2 separate regions of the Mus musculus genome follow, and region 2 is linked to region 1. Evidence: chromatin contacts called from public Hi-C data. All regions are on one chromosome and are shown on one strand. The core of a region is the stretch at or near the end of the contact, and the rest is flanking DNA. Distances in the headings are between cores, read along the strand shown. Region 1 overlaps Asxl2 (additional sex combs like 2, transcriptional regulator). Region 2 has its middle 24 kb from the start of Dtnb.

Evidence for each region. Hi-C and Micro-C count contacts between places; a contact is called where the count stands out from the background.
Region 2: a contact with region 1 is called in a Hi-C map of regulatory T cells, with 3 times the contacts expected there. The contact joins two enhancer-like sites. A contact is called at or near these places in 2 of 15 datasets of contacts at CTCF or cohesin (CD8 T cells and the NIH/3T3 cell line), 5 of 484 Hi-C or Micro-C datasets (the BV-2 cell line, CD4 T cells, nephron progenitors and 1 more) and 4 of 115 datasets of contacts at active chromatin or transcription factors (the 230-238 cell line, CD8 T cells, memory CD8 T cells and 1 more).

The regions. Positions count from the first base shown.
Region 1 is chr12:3,458,558-3,465,614 of GRCm38.p6, forward strand. The region is part of intron 5 of Asxl2 (additional sex combs like 2, transcriptional regulator); the gene reads left to right. Among named protein-coding and RNA genes, the nearest start is that of Asxl2, 35 kb to the left of the region's middle. Within about 2 kb of position 4,509, at least 26 of the 459 cell types and tissues checked have an H3K27ac peak or open chromatin away from gene starts, as enhancers often do. A contact at or near this core is called in CD8 T cells, memory CD8 T cells and regulatory T cells, where this site is marked.
Region 2 is chr12:3,545,217-3,552,273 of GRCm38.p6, forward strand. No RefSeq gene overlaps it. Among named protein-coding and RNA genes, the nearest start is that of Dtnb, 24 kb to the right of the region's middle. Within about 2 kb of position 2,870, at least 94 of the 459 cell types and tissues checked have an H3K27ac peak or open chromatin away from gene starts, as enhancers often do. A contact at or near this core is called in CD8 T cells, memory CD8 T cells and regulatory T cells, where this site is marked.

The DNA.
Region 1 (7,057 bases), core at 3,259-5,758:
GGTAGTATACTTTCTGAGAATTGGGACAGCTGTCTAATTTATAAAGATATGTATACACATGTACATCATACAGAATATATTTTCACTGCCCTAAGTATCCTCTCTGATGTCCTCTACACTTTTCTGGCTAACTTTTGCAGAGGACCCAGAATCTTTTCTACTGTCTTCATAGTTTTACTTTTTCCAAGACTATCATGAAGTTAGAATCTTTTCAAATGGACATTGTTTTTAAAATTACATTAAACATTTTTTGTGTATGTGCATTCACATGCATATGCATGTATACACATGCATTCACATATGCACTGTTGCCATGGCGCTTATTTAGATGTCAGGACAACTTACAGGAATTGATTGTCTCCTATACTTGTGGTCAAGGTTGGTGGCAGGGTCTTTACCCACCAAACCACCTTACTGGCTCCAGATTGGCATATTTATTTAGTAATTTGTATTGGTGATTACTCCATGTCTTTTCATGACTTACTGGGTACATTTCCTTGTAGAGGTAAATTGTATGGCATAATTTGCAAAAAGCCATTCACCACCTGAAATACGTAATTGCTTTGGCAATGCAGAGTGAAAAATATGATGAACTTTGTGTGCATATGTTGTCTCTGTGTAAATTCACAGAAGTATGACTGCTATAGTGTAAGAAGAATATGTTAAATTTTGTAAGAAGCTGCCACAGTGACTGCCGGACGCTTTGTATTTCCACCAACAGTGAATGGCAGATGATATGGCTTTATATCCTTACCAGCAATTTGTGTTATCTTTCAGCCTTCTGAATTTTGGCCACTCTAATAGATGTGTATCAGTATATCACTGTCATTGTAATTTATATTTCCATGATTACATGTGATGTAGAAGTCTTTTTGCATAGTTATTTTTCATTTGAATATGATCTTTGGTCAGAAATGTGCCCAGGTCCTTGTTCCATTTTTGTTAAGGTTGGGATGTTAATTTTTTTATTATTGGCCTTGGTACATTCTTTGTTCATTTTTGAAGAGTAGTCTTTTTTTCTTTTCTTCTTTAAGATTTATTTTTATTTTATGTGTATGTAAGTTTTGCCTGTGTGTATGTTTGTATCATGTGCGTACCTGGTGCCCACAGATGCCAGAAGAGGGCACTGGAATCCTTGGGACTGCATTTATGGATGGTTATGAGCCACCATGTGGGTGCTGGGAATTGATTCTGGGTCCTCTGCAAGAGTAGCCAGTTCTCTTTTCTGCTGAGCCAGCTCTGTAGCCTTGGATTATAGTCTTTTATTCGGTAAGTTTCTTCTATGTATTTTCTCCAAAACTATAGCTGTGGGGTTTTTTTGGGGGGGTGGTGGTGGTGAATTGTTTGTTTGCTTTGCTCTGTTTATTTTTAATTCTCTTGGCAGTTTTCCCACCTCCAAATATGTGTGTGCCTGTATATCTGACTAATCAGTACATGCTGCCACAGTGTGGAGGTCGGGTCTCACCACTTGCACCCTTGTTTTGAGGGAGAATTTCTTTTATTTCTGCTACTACCCCTAAGCTTGGCAGTTTCTCCCATTTTGCCTTAGGAACACTAGAGGGGGTGTGGAGGGGAGGAGGAGAGGAAGAGGAGGAGAAGAGAAGAGAAGAGAAGAGAGTGTGTGTGTGGGGGGGGGGGGTGGTAGAGGGATACAAACAGAACTTGGCTGGCATGGAGTCTTAGCTTATGGCCCTTGTGGAAGTTGCTTATTTGCAACTCTTCTCTATATCTGTCTTCTAAACTTGGAGTGCTTACTGTTCATAGCTCTCGTCCTTACTAGCAAACAACAGATGCAGTCTACCTGTCTTTCCTCTCATACCTAACCCAAGACACTTAAGGAATAATGGCTGCATTGAAGCCATTTCCCTGGAAGGTATTTTCCTGTTAAAGATAACATTTTGTCATCTATTCGTACTAATTATTCTGTCTGTAGCTTTTTATTAGCTTCTGCTTGAACAGGGAAAAATATTTTTCATCCTCATTTAATAAGCTATATGTGGCAGTAGAAGTTTTGGACTAACTTCTGAGTACTTTATGGAGGTATTGATGTTCATGTCTAAAGTAGGCATATATTCTCAAGTTTTGTTTTTGTTTTTGTTCTTTCGAGACAGGGTTTCTCTGTATAGCCCTGGCTGTCCTGGAACTCACTTTGTAGACCAGATTGGCCTCAAACTCAGAAATCTGCCTATCTCTGCCTCCCGAGTGCTGGGATTAAAGGATATTCTCAAGTTTTAATATCTTCTAAATTTAAGTGATAAGTAAAGTGCCTTAGATCTTAAGATAATTCTTCATATAATAACAGACTTATTAATTTTAACTGCATTAAGAACTGTTGATGTGTCATATTATAAAAATAGGTCTTTTTTTTCTCTTATCCCCATGGTAATGATTGTTCTATTCTTGGAAAGCATCAAACTAATTCAACTCATATTCTATGATATAGCTACTATACACGATCAGTTCAAGAAAACAAATCCTGTAATCTTCGTTTTAAGTTTGCAAGCTCATTGAAAATACACCCAAATGAGGGAAACATGAAGTAGGGTGCCCTGTTTTCAATCTTGGACGAATACTTTGAGAGTGATTCCTGATAGTATTAAAAGGCACCTTCCGCCCAGGGTATTTTGTTCCACCCAGATTTTTTTAAAGCACCTGATTTGGGAAGAATAAAGTGAAATGGGCTTGGGGGCTAGAGAGATGGGTTAGCAGTTAAGGCTACTGAGTTCTTCCAAAGGTCATGAGTTCAATTCCCAGCAACTGCATGGCGGCTGCCCTCGTCTGGTGTATCTTAAGACAGTGACACATACATAAAATAAAATAAATAAATAATTTTTTTTTTAAAGTGGAAAGGGCTTTGTCTTTTTCCCACTTCTCTCCAGCTTAGACTTTTTTTTTGTAAGTTAGAAAATTGTAGGCAAGAAAAATAACTAGCAAGAGTCATGTTTTCTTGCTGGCACCATAAACAGAGATCAACATTAAATATGGCCAGACTAAATTGAACAAAAGTCACTGTCTGGAATATATTTGAGCTTGTTTGTTGGGGGATGAACTGCTCACAGAGTTTCATATAGTTCAGTCTGGAATGACTATTTCAATGGAGCTGGCTGTGAATTCTTTTTGCCTCTGCCTCCCAAATACTGGGGTAATAAGCATGGTATCACCTCTGGCTTTGTTCTTTTGTTGTTGTTGTTGTTTTTGTTTGTTTTTGTTTTTAGAGGTAAGGGCTCAATGTGTAGCCCTAGCTGACCTGGAAATAAGTGTGTGTGTGTGTGTGTGTGTGTGTGTGTGTGTGTATTTCTACCTTTTAAGGCTGACCTGCTGGGCAGTGGTGGCACACGCCTTTAATCCCAGCACTTGGGAGGCAGAGTCAGGGGGATTTCTGAGTTCGAGGCCAGCCTGGTCTAAAGAGTGAGTTCCAGGACAGCCAGGGCTACACAGAGAAACCTTGTCTCAAACAAAACAAAACAAAAGAGTGACCCAGTGAGAGGCATTTAAAAGTACTTGTTGCTTTTGCAAAATATCCAAGATCATTTTCCAGCAGCCGTGTGGTAGCTAATAATTATCTGTAAGTTCAGTAACAACTCCTGTGCCCCTTTTTGACCTCTGTGGGCATTACAGACCACACAATGTACATGTACCCATCCATGTAAAATAAAGGTATAGTTTTGTTTATGTGTTTTATTTTTTAAAATGCTACACAGGCTTCAGCAGCCTTGTGAGTAGTGTCCCTTGCTGATACTTTTTTGCTCAGAAGTAATGTCTGTTAGTGGCCATGTCAAAGAATTTGAGTAAATGCATTTTATGATGCAGAAATATCTTAAAATTCCTTGTTAGTAGCTCCGTTGCTAAATTTGAACAGGATAGCCTTACTCTACATTTTGCATAATAGTAGAGGATATTAAAAATTAGGTAATAACAAATTCAATATTGTTTTTGATCTGCCTTTGATTCATTTGTAGAAATAAGTAAAATTCCAACTATTTCTCCATGAATTGTACCATGGAGAAGTTAATATCTAATTGTAGGTAATCTATAAAGCTGGGAGACTAGTTTGGAAAGTGAAATGAGAAGTATACATGCAATTCATATTTACTTGAGCAACTCTTATTCCCAAGATGATGGGTAAACGCTGAGATACCAGTAGTAAAGGGTAACTCAGTCTCCCTTATAATCTAAACTTGTTATTTTTACATCATCCATAGGATAGCATCCTATAAAATATCAGGTATATATTACATATTTATGAAGTTTTATATTCCTGTGAAATTAATGCGGGAGGCCTGTAGCCAAAATAAAATCAAAAGGACTGGACTGCATATGGCTTGGCAGGTACACTTGTGGCTGAGCCTCATGCCTTGAGTTTGACCTTGGGACCCACTTGTTGGAAAGAGTGTGCTGACTCCTGACTTCTTTCCAGACTTCCACAGACATGCTGCTACACACATATAAATAAAGGTGGTTTCACGTGCCACTCAGGTTGGCACACACCTGAAATTCTAGCATTTAGCAAGCTGAAGCAGGAGGATTGCAGCAAGTTCAAGGTCAGTCTGGTCGACAAAGTGAGTTCCAGGCCTGCTGGGACTTTATACTGAGACGCTGTCTCAATAGATTTTAACAAACAAAATACTAAACACACAGTTCTACTTATCAGTAAAGCACACTAATTGTGGCTGTTCAGTTTTCTTATTTAGGGCTTTTACTTTTGATCTGACATCACTATTTCAAATGTATTATAAGACAGGAAGAACAGTGAGATATTATCGAAACCCACTTCCTTTTTATGTGCAAAAATAAAGAGCTTTGACAGCAGAACTGATACTTTTAGTTGAAAATTGATAGAAACTCTTGATACATGTATAACCTTTCAGCTAAATAGGAACAGACTAAAAGTTAGAAACTCAGTCCAATATTAAATCTAGCTTATTGATTTTTAAATTAGAGAAAGTTACTAGTTCGTAGTTTTGATTCTTAGCTCTCAAACAGGAAACATGTCCAAAGAAGAGCTTTATGGGATTTCAAGTCAAGGTAAGGTGGAATAATGTCAGAAAAATTATTAGTAAAACCAATTATCTCACTTACTGTTTTGTAGTCATAACTAAGGGATGTGTCTGTCTTTTCCCCAAAATATGTTCTAAGTATTATTATATAAGACAGCTTTGTGAATAGTTGTTGTTTTGAAGATTGGCTTTTTATGTAGACCTGGCTATCCTGAAACTCACTATGTAGACCAGGCTGGTTTTGAATTCTTCTTGCCTGTGCACTCCCAAGTGCTGTGATTAAAGGCACTACATGAGTATAGTGTTTATATCGTCATAAGAAGAAATGGTGAGATGATTTGCTTTCCTCCTGTTTTCAAGAGAATATCACTGTTAACACATTCAGACTTTTTTCTTTTAATCAAGGTCTGGAGTTAGAGAACAGTGTGGATCCCTCTAGCATATATGTGCTAAGTGAAAGGCGAGGATTAGGCTCACTTTCAAATGCATCCTAGAAACGAAACTTTTGACAGAGTGATCTCAAATTGAAAGAGATGTTCTTGTTGGTAGTGGTGGAGGTGAAGAGAAGTGATGGGCACCTTGCGTGTTAAAGGAGGTAGCACTGTTAGGACTGAGACTCTAAGGATAACCAAAAGCAGGAAAGTATGCAGGCATGATATTTTCTATTTCAATTAGGGAGTCTTTAAGAAATAATAAAAAACATGGCCAGATTGCAGTAGATGGTCATTGTATGAAAAGTGACTTAGAACCTAAATTGGTGATACAGTTTAAAGATTTTTATTTATATTTTTTGTAGGAGCATTTTGCCTCCATATATGTGAGTGTATCTGCCAAGGTCAGCTGAGGCCATTGCATTCCCTGAAACTGAAGTTGCAAATGGTTGTAAGCTGCCTTGTGGTCATCTGAAAGAGCAGCAAGTGCTCTTAACTGCTGAGCCTTCTTTTCTAGCCTCGGGTCATACAAATTGTAACTATTCTCAAAACTCCAGTACATCATTAATCTCCCAGATGCCAAAGGGAACACATAAAGGAAGTAAGGTTCGTTTTTTATTATAAAGTATTATACCAGTGAAGACTTTTTCATATGCTTTCCTAGTTCATTTCCTATGTTGCCACAATCTTTTTTGTTAAGATTTTCATTATTTTACTCATGGAGGAATTGGTGCCATTTATTTTCCCTTGGGTTTATAACTTGTTACTTTTCCTTTGTTTTTAAAATTATTCAGTCATTTAACATAAGGAAGTTGGAATGGATAAAAAGCCAATCCTTCCATATCCATCATGTTTCTCTTTTTGTATTTGAGACACTGGATTTTCTTGGACTGTTATTTACTAGTGAAGGAGCTAATGTATATGCATTCATGTTTTATATTTTATATACTTTGCAGCACAAATTTAGTTGTATTAAAAGTATTTTCTGGGGCTGGAGAGATGGCTCAGTGGTTCTTCCAGAGGTCCGGGTTCAATTCCCAGCAACCACATGGTGTCTCACTATCATCTGCAATCAGATTATATACCCTATTCTGGCATGTCTGAAGATAGCAACAGTGTACTCATATAAATAAAATAAATCTTTTTTTTTTTTAAAGTATCTTCTATCATTAGTCATCATCTCGTTGCACTGTAACAGAGAATCTGAGGCCTTTGACAATTGAGGAATGGGTTCATAATATTACTCTCAGAGCTTGGATGAGAACAACATGCATATCTCATCTCTGGCATCTATGGTTTCTCCACTTCTGTAATCTTAACATTGAAAACCATCCAGTTCCTACAAGCCATAAGCTGTTTTTTGAAAATAGCTTTAACATTGACTTTAAGACACCTGTCCTCCTGTAGTCGTTGTGCGCACACACAAAAGCATACTATTACTTACATGGTAATTAGTATCAGAGAAGGAATCTTAGACTTACGTAAGGCATAACTTTATGGCTTTTTGAAATTACTTTAAAATTTTAAATTCTCTAGAAATATGAAATAAAGCAAGCAGCTAATTAGCTTTTTTTTAAATTTTTATTTATTTATTTTATGTATGTGAGTGCACTGTGACTGTCTTCAGAC
Region 2 (7,057 bases), core at 1,620-4,119, 85 kb after region 1:
ACCCTAGCACCTTTTCCTTGGCTTCAAACTCAAAATCATTTAAGCCTCAGGTACTGAGGTTATATGCACTACCTCATCTGGTGTACCTGTGTTGTGTGGTGTGTGAGTGTGTGTGTGTATGTGTGTGTGTGTGTGTGTGTGTGTGTGTGTGTGTGTGTTGTTAGGGTCCATGATTTGCTGAAGAATGATACCCTTGACTCAAATAGTATGTAAACACAAGAATTCTGCAGAAGTCCAGCATGCTGGGGTCTCCCATTACCAAGATAGAGAGACAACCAAGTGAGCTTGCAGGCCAGATTTAAAGCACATTAAGGGATTCTGGGGTAGGTGAACTTTATCTTGCTCCACCTCTAGGGATATTCCATTACTGGGGTGTGGGGGCTGGAAACTGTTGCTGGCGAGATCTGGAAACTGCTGCTGAGGAAGTAGCTGAGGAAGTCTGCAAAGTGCTGCTGACCCATTGTCCTTACCACAGGCCAGGTGGTGGGGCAGCTTCTGAGGCCTTGACTTGCCTGGGGTTGCCCAGTTCTTGGAAACAGAGATTTTATCCTAGTCTCCCGAACTGCCAATTTGAAGCTGTCATTGGAGTCAGCCTAGCCTTCTCAGTGTACGTGTATAGAAGTTGACATTGGATGTATTTTTATTTCTTCCCACCTTATTCTTTGAGACACAGGCTGTCACTGAACCTAGAGTTTAATGATTTGGGTACACTAGTAGGTAGGTAATCCACAGGAATTCTCTTGTTTCTGTGCTCTCCCATCACAAGTGCTGGGGACCACAGGCACACAGTACCATACCCAGCTGGGAGGAAGCAGTGACAGTGACTTTAGAGCCTTCAGAGTAGACATATGAATTGATGTCTCACTTCAGGGCCTTGCTTACTTTTTTTTTTTTTTTTTATCTGCAAGCCAGTGGCTTCTTGTTTAGTTAATTATGTCTCTTAAGAGACAGAGGATTAGACAAACAGATTTGGAAGCAGGGCTCAGTGGCAGAGTGCTTTCCTACTGTGGTGAGTGATATTAACAAATCCATGTGCTCTGGAATCAAGGGGACACCTGTGAGGGATTATTTAAGTTAGCTCCTGGGCTTGCCTGTCCTGTGAGGGATTATCCTGATTATTCTAATGGAAGTAGGAAGACTCACTGAAGGGGGGAGGTGCAGTTGGTGAAGGAAGCTCAGGATGGCTTTCTGCATCTTGATCAGCTGCTTCGAGCTTGTCCAGCCAGGACTCGCTGGCTTGGTGTCCCTTGAAATGTAAGCAAAAATAACCGTTTTCTTCTCTTAGGTTGCTTTTGTCAGGGCACCTGCGGATGGTGACAGTTTGCATACACAATCCCTGGCTAGGATCCTCAGTACCACATAAAACTGGTGGTGACCCCACCCTTGTAATCCTAGCCCTAAGGAGGCAGAGAGCAGGAGGAGGGTGGAAAATTCAAGTTGGAGGCCCTTCTTCAAGTAAAATAAAATAAAAAGCTGTCCATCAAGGCTGATGTTTGCCCCATCTCTCTGAAAATAACTATTTTCTATGAATCCCCACACTCCACCTCTGTGTCCACCACCTTGTGTCAGTATCTGAGCACTCTCCTGTAAATTCTGCCCTCGTCCCCCATCCCCCGCCCCCAAAGCCCTCCCAGTTTCTCCTCACACTGCAGGAGCTGATCCCCTCTCACACTGCCCTCAGTTTCTTTGACTGTGTTTCCTCGAATAGCCTTGGCTTGTGCTTCTGGCGATTCATCTTGCCCAGCCATCTCCACCTGGGTATTTATGGGTTGCCATCACACCTCCCGTCTCCTCTCAGACTGTGCAGAAGTTGGCACTTTCACATTCTCTTCTCCCTCCATTCACAGAGAGACTAGCTCCTGCCCATCTGCAGCAGGCGGGAGTCCACTAAAAGTATATTTCAATCAGAAATTGCACATAAACAAAGCTGCATTTTGAACTGTCCTCCCACCACTTACCAAGGGGGGGGGGGCCTGAAAGTACAGATTTGGTCTCTGCAGTAGAGATGTGGGTCTGCCATAGGGCCTAGCAAGGAGCATTTTTTGACCAGTATACTAAATCTCCTGGTGTTATCGATTCCAGTAGGCTCCTCTCAGGGACCTAGCAACTGGCTTAAGTCAGCATTTGCCACCACCCGGTGTGCCAGGTGAGCTGCATAAAAAAAAGATTGCCCGCCACTCCAGCTCTTTCTCTGTTCCCACTAATTCCCTGAATTCCCTGTTATGGTCTGCCCCTGCCCCTGTCCCCACCCCACCCCAGAATAGCTGTAGCTATTTTGTTCCATGCTTGCTAGCTATTTCATACTGTTGCTGTAACACGTCTGTCAGTCATTGACACAGAGGAGTGACTTGACTCTGAGCAAGGACATGGTGACCACGTACCCTGTTTTGTTCTGTGTGAGGTTTGCTAATCTTAAGAAATTCTACAGAGCTTCACATAAGACACATAGAGTTAAAGATCAGCAGGAACTGTTATGTCTAAAATACCTCGAGCCAGAACTGAGCACCAGGCAGCACCTGTGTATGAACTCACTGTGGGTTTGTGGTTTGTTTTGTTTTTTCCTTTATAAGCCGACAGAAAAAGATATCCATTGTCATAGTTTAGGTAATTCTGAGCTATATTCCTGGTCTGATCAGTATTAAGGTGTGCATTCAATAAACTATTCTTGTTTAACTGGGATTAGTATTTATATGGTGTGGCAATTCCTGAACCCCGACACCATTTTCCCCTCCCCCCCTCCCCCCGAAAAGACTAGGCTAACTCTATGACAGGCTTCAAATTGGCAGTTCAGGAGACTAGGCATAAAACTCTGTTTCCAAGAACTGGGCAAGTCCAGGCAAGTCCAGGTCTCAGAAGCTGCCCCACCGCCTGGCCTGAGGCAAGGACAATGGGTCAGCAGCAGTGTCCAGCCCTCACACCCTGGTAATGGAATATCCTTAGAGATGGAGCAAGATAAAGGTCACCTACCTAGGAATCCCCTAAAGTGCTTTAAATCTGGCTTGCAAGCTCACTTGGTTGTCTCTCTGTCTTGGTAATAGGAGACCCCAGCATGCTGGACTGCAGAATAAAACATTCTTTGTGTTTACATACTGTTTGAGTCAAGGATATCATTCTTTGGTGAATCATGGCCCCTTACATCCCTTTCTGTCCTTATCGGTACTCCATCCTTTAGCCTTCCCTCACCGCTCTGCTCCCATCTGTCTGCCTATCTATGTGTCCACCGGTCTTGCTTATTCCTCTTCTCCAGGTCCTCACTCTCCTCCCTTCCCCCAAACTAACCCCTTTAAACCCCTTTATACCAGATCTGTTGCATGATGTCATTCTCAGAGAGATGCCTTGGCACGGGCCTGCCAGGTACCCCTCACTGCAGTATTTCATAACACCTGGTACAGTGGTCACTCAGACGTGATGTAGCTCAGGAAACATGTGAGCAAGACTGCTTCCAGGCTAGAGCATCTTCAGGTGCTGTGGTCAGACCACTGTCAGTGCGTTCCGCCTAATTCTCAGGAAGTGAGGCTTCTGTGTGGCTCCGTGGAGCTCTCCAATCCTGGCTGAGTCTGGTTCACAGATTCCTTTCTATCAGCCACTCCAGTGTGGGTCAGAGCTGTTATATAACAACTGTTGTCTTAGTGACTAGCTGCTGAGGGGCTCAGGTGACATATGACGTGAAAAGCAAGTCTGCAGGCTCTCCTTCCTTCCCTGCAGCAGACACACTAACCTCTGTGTAAGGTCCTCTCCTCTGCTCTCCTCTCCTCCTCTCCCCTCCCCCTCCTCTACCCTCCCCTCCCCTCTCCTCTTTTGCCAGTCATTCTCCAGTGCCACCTCCACTTCACACCCAGGCTTGCCTATCTCCTCTGTCTCCCAGCTCCTCTCAGCTGAGCTGGTTCTGCCTCTGGAAAGAATAGCTCTCCAGTCACAACCCAAGACAGATGGGCCTGGAGCCATATTGAGTGTCTCCTTGGCAGCAGCTGAGTGTTCTGCTTCCCATGTTATTAGTCTTTCTGAAAATCATCATCCGTCCATATCTCTTCCAGCCGGAGGACCACCTCCAGCTAATTACATCTTCCCAAGCTAATTATGTCTGTCCAGCTCTCCACTGTACACCTGCCTGGGGGTTATGGCTTATGAAGTTCAGTCTGCCCATTCAATAGCATCTTCTTGATCTCAGTCATAGACTCTTGATAACTGATTAATGATGGACAGGAAGCTAGGTTAGTGCTGCAGCCCATCAGATCAGATCATTAAGGTCGTCTTATTGTTGCTCTGCCATATGGTATTTCATCGTGGACAGCAAGTCGTGAGCTGTAGTCAAGTGATAGCTTGCTGATGACTCAGTATGTATCTATAAGTTGGGTCTGACCTCTGACTCATAAACCAATACAATATCGACTTGGAACTCAGTTCAAACATCTGCAATGGGCTTGTTTCACTACTAGAAAGCAGAGGGCCTGTTTTGGGGGCCTGTTTCTTTTTCTGGGGGAGCTTGAAGCTACCTAGGAAAGTGCTGGAGAGGAGAGGGGTCCCAAACACTGAAAAGGGGTGGAAAGCAAAGGTGGAATACACTTCCTGACAGTCTCGTGTGTGCTCATACTCCATGGCATCCTTCAGCTACCTGTGCTGGATAGTTTTATAGCCGCTTTACACAAGTTAAAGTCATCTGATGCTGATGTGCGGCTGTGTGAAGGGTAGCCTTGTTCCCTGTTGAGCTAAGGCTCAAAAAAAAAAAAAAAACCCGGGGACCCTGCCGGCTCTTCCCCTGGTTCCCAGGCACCAGGCCCCTGACACTAGCAGCAGCTCCCCATAGATTTGTGGCCTTCAGTCACATAAGGGCAACACTCCAAGCCCCTCCCCAGGTAGAGGATGTGACCTGTGGTCACCTAGGGTTAAGACAGATCTCCATTTTAATGAGGTACCTAAAGGACTGGAGGGCTCAGCCAATAAACTTTCCTTCCCAGACACTCCTCCTTGCAAAAGGTATTTAACCTCAGGCCCGCCCTGAAAAGTGGGGTATGCTTTACAGATTCACTTTCCACCATGACAACGAATGCCTTACAACTATGCCTCTTTTCACCCGGATCCGGCATGGGGGCGGGGGGAGTTATAGAGAAGGCCTTTCCCTTTAGAGCCGCCATCTAACCTCTTGTAGGCGGCCTCTCTGTGCTCCCAGACACAGCTGCCACCAAGGCCAAGGCCAAGCCAAGCCACCCTGTGAAGCCGAGGACTTTCCTGCAGGATCAGCCCCAGCGAGAGCCCCTCTTCTCCCTCCCCCACAATCCCCCGCCCCGGGCTCAGGCTAGAGATCCAGCCTGGCCGGGAGGGGGCGCACTCCGTTTTCAGCTGTTCTGCTGCTCCCAGCAGCGCCTGGGTGTCCAAAAGCCTGAGAACCAGCCCTACAGTCTGAGAGGAGGAAACCCCAATTAAGAAAATGCCTCATAAGACTGGATTGTGCACAAACCTGTAGGACATTTTCTTAATTAGTGATTGTTGTGGGGGCCAGCCCATTGTAGGTGGTGCCATCCCTGGGCTGGTGGCCCTGGGTTCTATAAGAAAGCAGGCTGACTAAGCCTTTCTATGGCCTCTGCATCAGCTCCTGACTCTAGGTTCCTGCCCTGTTTGAGCTCCTGTCCTGACTTCCTTCAATAATGATCTGTCATGTGGAGGCGGAAGCCTAATAAACAAACCCTTTGCTTCTTGGGTCACAGTGTTTCATCACAGTAATAGTAATTTTAAATAAGATGCTGCCCCACCTGCAGGAGAGGCGAGAGGTGGTGAGTGGAGAGAGTGAGCAGGCTGGACAGTCTGGGTGTGGTGGTGCCTAGCTGTGGAGGCAGAGCTGGGGGGGGGGGGGATGTCGAGCTCTACATAGTTTCACTGGAGCTAAGGCTGCAGTGATACAACTAAGACCCAGTCTAAAAAAAAAAAAAAAAAAAGCAAGAGAGACATGATATAGAACAGATTGTAACAGAAGGCTGACTGGCTCCAAAGCCTGTTTTCTGATGCATGTGCATCAGAGAATGAAGATGGGTATCTCATTAAAACTTGCTTTTATTTTTGCCAGCTCTATCTTTGTCCATGCCAAACCATAGCTGGTATATAAGGTGTGTCTCACACCACTGTGTGTGCATATTGGTCCATGGGACTGGTGTTCCCAGAGTCTGCTGGGCTCCTCTCTGCTTAAAAAATAAACAATTTCCTTTTATTGTGTGTGTATGTGTGTGATGGGTTGTGGTGTGCACAATATCATGGCGTACATGAGGTCAGAGGACTACTTCATGGAGTTGTTTGTTTTCCAATCTTTCTGTAGGTTACAGGGATCAGATTCAGGCTGTCAGGCTTGCATGCCAAGCTCTCTCACCCACAGGACCATCTCACTGCCCTGAGATGGTTCTCCCATTTCCCAGATTAACACATATTACATATATTCAAGTGTAAGATTCAGCCTTGAATCCTAAAGGACTCCCCAGTCCTAGCCGTGGGTTCCAGAAACAGCCATGTGTAAAGTCACCCATTCCCAAGCTGGGTCACTGTATCCAGTTTTCCCTTGAGTCCAGCATTCCACTGGCCAGCATCACACATTCCCAGTCAAAGCCACATTCACCTGGTTTTGAAAATTTTACTTATGTGTATCATTTTAAAATATATATCAGTGCCAGGGAGATGGCTCAGTAGGTAAAGCCATTGACAACTGTATTAGTCAGGGTTCTCTAGAGTCACAGAACTTATAGTCTCTATATAGTAAAGGAATTTATTGATGACTTACAGTCTGCAGTCCAATTCCCAACAATGGTTCAGTAGTAGCTGTGAATGGAAGTCCAAGGATTTAGCAGTTGCTCAGACTCACATGGCAAGCAGGTGAAAGAGTGAGAGTGAGCCTCTTTTCTTCCAATGTCCTTATGTGGTCTCCAGCAGAAAGTGTAGCCCAGATTAAAGGTGTGTGCCACCACACCTTTAATCCCAGATGACCATGAACTCAGAGATCTCCCTGTCTTAACCTTCTGGAATCCATAGCCACTATGCCTCAAGATCTCCATACCAAGATCCAGATCAGAAACTTCTA